Regions from separate parts of the Mus musculus genome. Here all the other regions are linked to region 3. A link is a contact called in public HiCAR-type and promoter capture Hi-C data. All regions are on one chromosome and are shown on one strand. The core of a region is the stretch at or near the end of the contact, and the rest is flanking DNA. Distances in the headings are between cores, read along the strand shown.

Evidence for each region. Promoter capture Hi-C pulls out the DNA fragments that hold promoters and counts their contacts. HiCAR-type assays count read pairs that join an accessible place to other places.
Region 1: a contact with region 3 is called in a HiCAR-type map of astrocytes, with 2.6 times the contacts expected there. The contact joins the enhancer-like site here to the promoter of Flad1 in region 3. A contact is called at or near these places in 13 of 39 promoter capture datasets (the 3T3-L1 cell line, 3T3-L1-derived adipocytes, the C10 cell line and 8 more), 1 of 15 datasets of contacts at CTCF or cohesin (the NIH/3T3 cell line), 20 of 115 datasets of contacts at active chromatin or transcription factors (the NIH/3T3 cell line, the SCID.adh cell line, astrocytes and 12 more) and 2 of 9 other capture datasets (adipose tissue and embryonic stem cells).
Region 2: a promoter capture Hi-C map of pre-B cells shows a contact between it and region 3, with 3 times the contacts expected there. The contact joins the promoter of Fdps here to the promoter of Flad1 in region 3. A contact is called at or near these places in 9 of 39 promoter capture datasets (the C10 cell line, embryonic stem cells, erythroid cells and 4 more), 2 of 484 Hi-C or Micro-C datasets (both in embryonic stem cells), 1 of 115 datasets of contacts at active chromatin or transcription factors (pancreatic cancer cells) and 1 of 9 other capture datasets (liver).

What each region holds. Positions count from the first base shown.
Region 1 is chr3:89,859,891-89,862,590 of GRCm38.p6, forward strand. No RefSeq gene overlaps it. Among named protein-coding and RNA genes, the nearest start is that of Gm46811, 11 kb to the right of the region's middle. Within about 2 kb of position 1,276, at least 188 of the 459 cell types and tissues checked have an H3K27ac peak or open chromatin away from gene starts, as enhancers often do. A contact at or near this core is called in the NIH/3T3 cell line, the SCID.adh cell line, adipose tissue and 10 more, where this site is marked.
Region 2 is chr3:89,100,578-89,103,277 of GRCm38.p6, forward strand. It overlaps Fdps (farnesyl diphosphate synthetase), which reads right to left and starts at 1,390. Exons shown (of 10, transcript NM_134469.4): 1 at 1,285-1,390; 2 at 92-254. The coding sequence starts at 232.
Region 3 is chr3:89,410,513-89,413,296 of GRCm38.p6, forward strand. Flad1 (flavin adenine dinucleotide synthetase 1) reads right to left here and starts at 1,369. Exons shown (of 8, transcript NM_177041.4): 1 at 1,272-1,369; 2 at 646-868. The coding sequence starts at 732.

The DNA of each region.
Region 1 (2,700 bases), core at 26-2,525, 450 kb after region 3:
TGGACGTGTATGTGCCCTTAACTGGTGAGCCTCTCTCCAGCCCTGGTTATTTTTATTTGTGTGGATGTGTGCAGTGTCTGCAGATGAAGGAGAGGGTTCTGGATCCCCAGATGTGGTACTGGGAGTGGAGTTGGTCCTCTTCACCACTGAGCCATCTAGCATCTGGTCTTACTGAGCATAGCTACGATTTGCCACCAGGTGCTGTAAGTACCTATCAGTTTTCTGAATTCGTGTGTAAGGAAAGAGGATGTTTACATGCAGCAATGCTCCTTCTGCCCCATCTGGGGAGTCAGAGTAATGCTTTTTTAGAATTCAGACTGAACATATTTGTAAGAGCCCAGGTTCAGGTCCTGAGTGTTGGATTCCTGCACTGTGAAGGGGCGAAGGTGTAAGGAGCCTCCTTTTTCAAATAAGGATCTCAATGCTCAGCTGATCAATGTGTCCTGGGTTAGTCACATGGGAAGCAACGGGCAGACCAGGTCTGCCTCAAATCCAGGTGTTTGCTTGTCAGTGTTGGTGTTGAGACAGGGTGGTGGTGGTGTTTATTTGGTTTTTGTTTTTTAATGTAGTCCAAGCCTCTACAAACTTAAGGTCCCCCTGCCTCTACCATCCTAGTCCTGGGATAGCCAGTGTGTGCCACCATGCCAAGCCACACCTCTACTTTCCCTTCCAGGTCATCTACTCCACCTGCAGAACCCTTCATGTCTGCAGAACAGGGTCAGTAAGGTGAGGTCCAGGGGATGCTCAGGCTTAGAGCACGGCTGCTTGGGCAGACTTCCCTTCCCAGCACGTATGTGGCTCACAGCAGTTCCACAGGAGCCACACCTCTATGGGCTCTGTGGTCATACATTCAAGCAAGCACTCATACACTAAAATCAGAATAAATACTGAGTTTTGAAAACACACCTCTACTCCCTTATATTTTGGTTGTGAGCCTAGCCTTTAGCAGCTGAGCCATCTCTCTAGCCCACACCACTCTACTCTCCAACAATGGAAATATATCAGGCCAACAGGACGTATAGGTTTGCAGTGCTGAGCAGAGTTCTCCCCCAGAGCCCTGGAGGTCTGAGCTCTCCAGGAAACCTGGACCAAAGGCTAGAGAGCATGCCCCTGCGGCAGCCAGATCCAGAGAAAGAATGGCCGGTTTAGAAAGAGAAGAAGCAGCCCCTACTTTTACCCATCAATGTGAAACTAGGCACTGGCCCTCTGTGTTCAGCCACACCTCTGGACTGCATCCCAGTGGACTTGGGGCAAAGGAAACAGACACAGGGAGGACTCTCCCTCCAGGACAAAGCTAGGCTGAGGCTGGCAGGTGGCCTCCTGGCAGCCTTTCCCCTATCCCAGGAGCCCCTCCCCCTTCTACACCCCCTGGGCCCAGATGGTTGTGAAATCCGGCAGACTGCTGAAGCTCTGAGGAGCTCTGCTCTGAGGCTGGAGGGTCAGTTCCAGTTTCTTTCCCCACACTGTGAGTCACAGTGAGCTCACCATTCACTCACAATGCTTCCTCCGTGGCTTTTCAATGACTCACTTTGCCTTCTGATACGTGTGTACAAAGGAATAGGACAACAGATTCGAAATAATTACATTTAAAGCTGCATTACTGCACTTGCAGATTAATCCAGTTGACTTGTCAAAGAGTGAACCGGTGTGGTAGAGGCAAGAAAAGGCATCCACTGAGAGCTAATTAACAGCCTGGTCTACATAACGCATTCCAGGACAGTCTGGGCTACATGATGAAACCCTCTCTCAAAAAAGTAGAAATAAGTTAGACAGAGACAGAGAGTTAACAAAGATGTGCTCATTTTGGATTATTTTAAACTGAGTTTCCACCTAAAACATCGCTTCTACAACCCTTGTCTTTTAAAAACAGAGTATCAAGCTTTAGTAGAGGGTACCGTGAGTCACCTCATACCTACCATCCCCTCCAGGACAAATGTCTTTGGGAGACTTTGACTCTAATCGCTTTGTTCCCTTGCTGGGTTTCTTTGGTTGGTCAGTTTTTTAAAATAAAGATGGGTTTACATTTGCATCCTTGGGCAGGGCCCACACTTGTTTTCTCTGTGCTGTTTCAATTTTAGTGTGTGTGATGCCCAATTGGCTGTTAAAGACTCAGTCCGGCTACGGTGCCCAAATTAGCCTTGAACTCCTGGGCTCAAATAATCTTTTTGCCTTCCAAGGAGCTGGAACCACAGGCCTGTGTTGTGCCTGGCCTTCATAGACAACTGCTCTGAGACAGTTTAACCTACTAAAAACACAGAGGGAGGCAGGGCACAGTGCGCTCACCTCTAATCCCTGCACTTGGGAGGCAGAGGCAAGTGGATCTCTGTGAGTTCAAGGCCAGCCTGGTCTACAGAGCTGGGTCTACATAATAGGAGATCCACCTCAGGAAACCAAAAAATGAAACAAAGACAAAAAGAGAGATGAGATTATAGCTTCTTAATGAAAAGTTTCCTTTCATTATAGAAACAATGCTCACGGAAAATGTTGCTACGTAATACACATAAAGGGAAAGAGAAAGCCCAGGTCCGCTTTGATTTCACAGATGTTGTTCTTAGGCCATTTTGCTGGTTGTAACTCAGGTCCGAGGCAGCTGTCCCCAAGAAGAGCTGCACAGCAGCCACCGGTCCCTGCACTGCTGCCGCAAACAGCCTGGCTGAGATAGTGCCCCACCCAACTCCCAGGACATTATCGTCCTTGGAA
Region 2 (2,700 bases), core at 140-2,639, 310 kb before region 3:
TACTCCAGAGACCCAGGTAGTCACTTCGCTCTTATCGAAACCCCTCATGAATCCACACCTCTACCAGCTTCTTCAGTCCTGAATGCCTCACCTCCTTGAGCCGGGCAATAGCATCCCCTATCTCTGGGTGTCCCAGCTCCTTCTCAGTCAGCACCTTGACGATCTGGGAGAAGTGCTGGATGAAATTCTGCTTTTCTTGGTTATAAGCATCCAATTTCTGGTTCCCATTCATTCTGACAGAGGAGCTAAATGCTCTGAGGGAAAAAAAAACACACACACAAACAAATGAGAGGGTGGCTCGGGTGCTTCCCTCCCCGAAGCCCCACACCCCAACCACACTCACCGAGGCTCCTCTGTCCACACTTGGCACCACCAGCGGGCACTGTGCCAGGCCCCCAGGACTGGACACCCATATGCCAGGGAGGGTCGTTGTAGGAAACCAAGCCACCTCTCCCGGGGTGCCCAGCAGGGGGCTGGCAGCAGGAAGACCCCCAGAGATCTCAGCCAGCAGGACAGGGGCATCCTGGGTGTGCATGGGGGTGGGGGCACCAAGCACTCCCTGCAGGAGCAAGCACCGAAGGCAGATGCTTGGTAGCAGTTACCTAAGGTATCCCCCAAGCCAAGCTTGTTACCTCCTGCATTAGAACGCCCCACCCCGCTTCTAAACTCAAGAATTACATAAAAAACACACAGGAAATGAAAAGTTTGTCGGAGTGACTGAGATCCAATAGATCTTCACTTAAACCGAAAATGGCTAAAACTGAACACTTTCTACTTCCAAGGTTGCGTTCACTACAATTCGGAACATTGTATTACGGGAATTACGGGATGCAAGGTCCTTAAGTCACAATGTTAATGGAGACACCGAACTGAGGTTCAGTGAATGTAAGAGAGCTGAGCTGACGAAGAGCCAAAGCTGGAACCCAGGAGTCCGGATGTAGGGGAAAGAGAGGGAAGCTCTTAGATAGTCCCAATGAGGGGACTGGAGCCGAAGGTGCTGTGCGCTTGTCATCTGTCCCGGCACTGGTGCTAACCGCAGCCGGCCTCCGAGCAACAGGTGGGCGTGGGAGGACTCACAAGAGTAAACTAAAGGCCTGGCGTACGGAAGACTTGAGGAAGACGCCAGCGTTTAGAAATTCACGAAGGCACAAGCAAACCGTTCATTCTGGCCCACCGACCCCAAGCCCCGTAACTCCAACACGGACTGGTCCTTTAGTGCCTCGGAGCTTCACCCGATCCGAGACACGGGTAAACCTCAGCTCCAGCCCCAACAATAGCTCTCACCTGTTCTTCAACGCGGATTCTCCCGGGGTCCAAGATGTTTGCGGCTTACACCTAAAAGCTGAGCGTGCATCCGCTCAGCACTCTGGGAGTTGTAGTTCCCAGTCTCCAGGCTCAGGAGGCAGAACATAAATATAAAACTACGACTCCCGGCATGCCACGGACTAGGCGGCAAGAAACTCAGACTTGTGTCTCAGGGTGGGTGTGGCCTAGTTCGCTGATTGGCTAAATTACCTCGTGTGAGCATGGGCCTTGTGACGGCTGGCCAATGAAAGGGTGGCGCGCGGACCATCAGCCCACTAGGCGGTCGGCGGTGTCGGTACACCCATACCGAAAGCCTGGGAAATTGGCTATCTAATTCCTAGCTATAGTTCTTCCAGTGCTTCTGGTTGACAGTGTTTCTAAGATCCCGGAATAACCAGCCTTGCAGCTTCCTATTTCCAACTCTAGCAAATCACTTCTTACATCTTTGATTCTAGTTAGGTGAAGTCGCTCATTTTTCCAGCCCTTAGAAGGGGTGAGGCAATAAGATCAAGAGTTAAAGCCATGGGGTGGGGCTGGAGGGAAAAAAAAAAAAAAGAGTTAAAACCAATATGGGTCGTGTAATGAGTTTTAGGCTACTTGGAAGACTATATGACTATATGAGAGAAAACAACACCTTTCCCCCAGGTACTTTGGCGCCCTTGAAGCAAAAAGGTAAAAACTCAAAGCAGATGTTAGAACTTTCGGCCTCACAGTTTGCCAGCCCACCACGTTGACTCCTTTTTACTCCACCCCAAACCCCATCGCGATCAGAAAAGAGACCTGAAACTACAAACCACCTCAGACATTAATGGACTTGTCCTTGAAGTATTAGAAATAAGTTTCATTGTCCCAAAGAAAGAGACCACTACCACTCCGGACTAAAAGGTTGAAGGGTCTAGACAAGATAAACTTTACACATTGGTTTATTCTGCAAGGTTTCTCCATGTAGCCCTGGCTGTCCTGGAACTCTCACTGTAGACCTGGCTAAACTTCAACTCACAGAGTGAGAAAATAGTAGATTGAACATGGCTCGCAGAGGGGACTAGACCATGCATAAGAGAAGGTAGGGAGCTTAAGGGAGGGCCAAAACAGCATAGCCGAGGTTATAAGAATGTGAAGTGAGGGAAGAGAAGCTCCTGAGATAGAGACGTTTAGGATAATGGGGGAGCTGAGAAGAGCCAGGAACATGTGATATACTGTGAGAGCCTGGATATACTGGGGGAGCCTGGAGGCCGGCATAATTTTTGTCCCTTCTGCTGCCCATGTAAGGGTAACCCCTTTGGTAAAGGGGAACCGGTTTCACAAGTTCCTAACGAATGCTAGTTTTGGTCAGAATTTGAGGAAATGGAGTTTTCTTTAGAGCTCCTTTGGACAGTAACAACATAAGAAACAGAC
Region 3 (2,784 bases), core at 119-2,618:
TCAGGCTGGCCTCGAACTCACAAAGATCCACTTGCCTCTGTCTCCCAAGTGCTGGAGGTTAAGGCATGTATCACTTTGTTCCTAGGACTTTGTAGGCTTGTGATCTGGGGTAAGTTTCCTAACCTCCTTGAGGCTGTTTCATAATTTATAGAGATCTGTAATAAAAACCCCAATTTCATGGAATTTTTGAAGTTTGTAAGGCCACATGTGATATAGTTAAGTGCAGACCAGCCTCTGGTAGACACTAAAAAAGATCAGGGTAACTATTACTGTTGCCAACCCATGCTTGCCACATCCTCTAACAGCACCCTGGCCGTCCAGAATAGAGTCCTTTCTTCTCTTACCTTCCTTCTAGCTCGCCTATCCAGCCTGCTGAGCTTCCTCTACTTGCTGTGCCACCTGTCACTTGTTATGTGGCTACTCTGCCCCCAGTCATACTTCGTAGCAAGTTGTAGGAAAGTTACTACCCATCTTTCAACAGAAACACTCAACCGAAGGGTCACTTTTCCTCCAATGTGTTAGGACTCACTCCAGGGCCGGACTTTGGCAAGAAAGGGGATTCCTACTCCGGTTTCCCTCCTTTCACCGTAAAGAGTCCACGACAATAGAATGCCACACTCTTCCCCTCTTCCGTTCCAGACACACCTTAAGGATCTCATCTCCAACAATGATGATGCCTGCTGTCACGCTGCGCCCTGATCCTGGGGGCAGTTCAGAGGCCCTAGATGCCATGGTCCTGCCCTCTGTGCTCTTTTGCAAGGCTTTCCAGTAGCCACTCAGAACCCCAAATTGGGGCCGTATGTACTGAGAGGCCGCCAGGTCTACAGGATGCAGGAGGCCATACCCTGAGTTCCGGGGTTGAGGGAACCTGGAAGAGCCAGAAAGGACAATGAAGACGTCAGGAGTGTACCTTCTTCCTAGAGGAAGGAAGGCTCAATCTTCTTTAGTCACCCTTACTCCGGCCTCTTTAACATACTCTTAAGCCCCAGGTTCCTAAAAACGTCTCGATTCCTATTCCTTTAAAGTGCCATGTTTTCCCAAGACCTACCACTTTAGATATCTCCGTCTGCCGAGCAGGTTTAAAATTTGCCCTATCTTGGGTATATCTGCACCTTTAAATGTCTCTTCTCTTCGGATCACCTGTCCCTTTAAATGTCTACCTTATTCTGGGCCTTAGGGTCCCTTTAAATGCATTTCTTTCCTCCCTCCGCCAATGACCAGGGCTCAACCTACTTCTGCACCCTTTCTATCCCGAGATCTCTTTTTCTCACCAGGCTTCAGATCACTGATCTCGTATCATCCCACCTCTATTTTGCCCCCTGCACAGGGTCATTCGCTCTTTCCTTTCCGCATGTCCTAGGACAGCTTCCGTACTCAAAGTCCCGCCTTACAATGCTTCATGTTGATTGGTTATTTTGGCTGTCGCTCACTCCTACCAGTGGTTCTATTGGTCTAACCGGCAATCGCTCACGCGCCTCATCGCGGAGCTAGAGGAAATGCTAAGTTGTTATTGGCAACACCATGTAGTCATCACTGTCCGGAAGTAAAAATAGGGGCCTGGCCTTAGCCCATGGAGGGCGGGACTTAAAGTGTTCTGGTACTCGAAGGGAAAATATTGGGAGGTGTTTTAAGGACTGTCGGGTGGGACTGTCGGGTGCTGCTTTGTAGTACTAGAAGAAAATGAAGGTCTGATTCTGTTTCATTCAAATATTAAAAAACAGTTCAGACAGAGCCCCAGTATATAGCCCGGGAAGTAACTTGTTTAAACCGATCAGCCTGGTCTCGAACTGCCTGGGGAGTGGTGGGATTCAAATCATGTGTTACTACACTTCATTGCATCACATTTCTCTTTCTGTCTCTACCCCTCTCTCCTCTTTCGAGATAGGGTTTCTCTGTGTAGCTGGAATTCGCTCTGTAGACCAGGTTTATTAACTCCTCCTGCTTCTGCCTCCCAGGTTCTGGGATTAAAGGCGTGGGCCACCACCGCTTGGCTTTGCCTCTTAAATTTGAGAAGGTGAAGATGGTTTTTCTTTTTTTTTTTTTTTTTCTGAGACAGGGTTTCTCTGTATAGCCCTGGCTGTCCTGGTACTCACTCTGTAGACCAGGCTGGCCTCGAACTCAGAAATCCGCCTGCCTCTGCCTCCCAAATGCTGGGATTAAAGGCGTGGGGAAGGTGAAGATGTTATTAGCATTAACAATGAGGTGTGAGCTGCAGGGTGTGGAACCTTCGTTTGTTTCTAATATAAAGGGAAAAACTACTTAAGCTTCTCTGACTTTAAAATGTAAAAACCCTTTCCTGCCCCACCTGCCTCCAGAACATCACTTCCCAATGATGGGTCCCTGGAGAGAGGGGTACGCAGGAGTACCTTGGACTCACTTTGGGTACTCACAACATTTCATTCCTACTTCAGTGCCCCTCCACCCTTTGCTTTGCTGGGGAAAAATAGCTTAATCATCTGGGTTTTTTTTTTCTTTTTTTTAAAAAAGCTTTTACTATTATTGTATGACTAGGAAGGACAGCAGTGTCCCAGCATGCAAATGGAAGCCAGAGGACAACTTTCTGGAGTCCCTTTTCTTTCACCTTTATGTGGGGCCTAGGATCTATCCCAATTTGGGTGGCGGAGTCTTACTCTTACCTGCTGAACCATCTCGCTATCCCTAGATATTACGATATGTAAATTGTGACCCAGTAGGTTTGGACGGGGTCTGACATCTACATTTCTCCTGGGATTTTCTGTTGTGACTTGGAGGCATGCTAAAACCACAATATCTTTTCAAATAAAT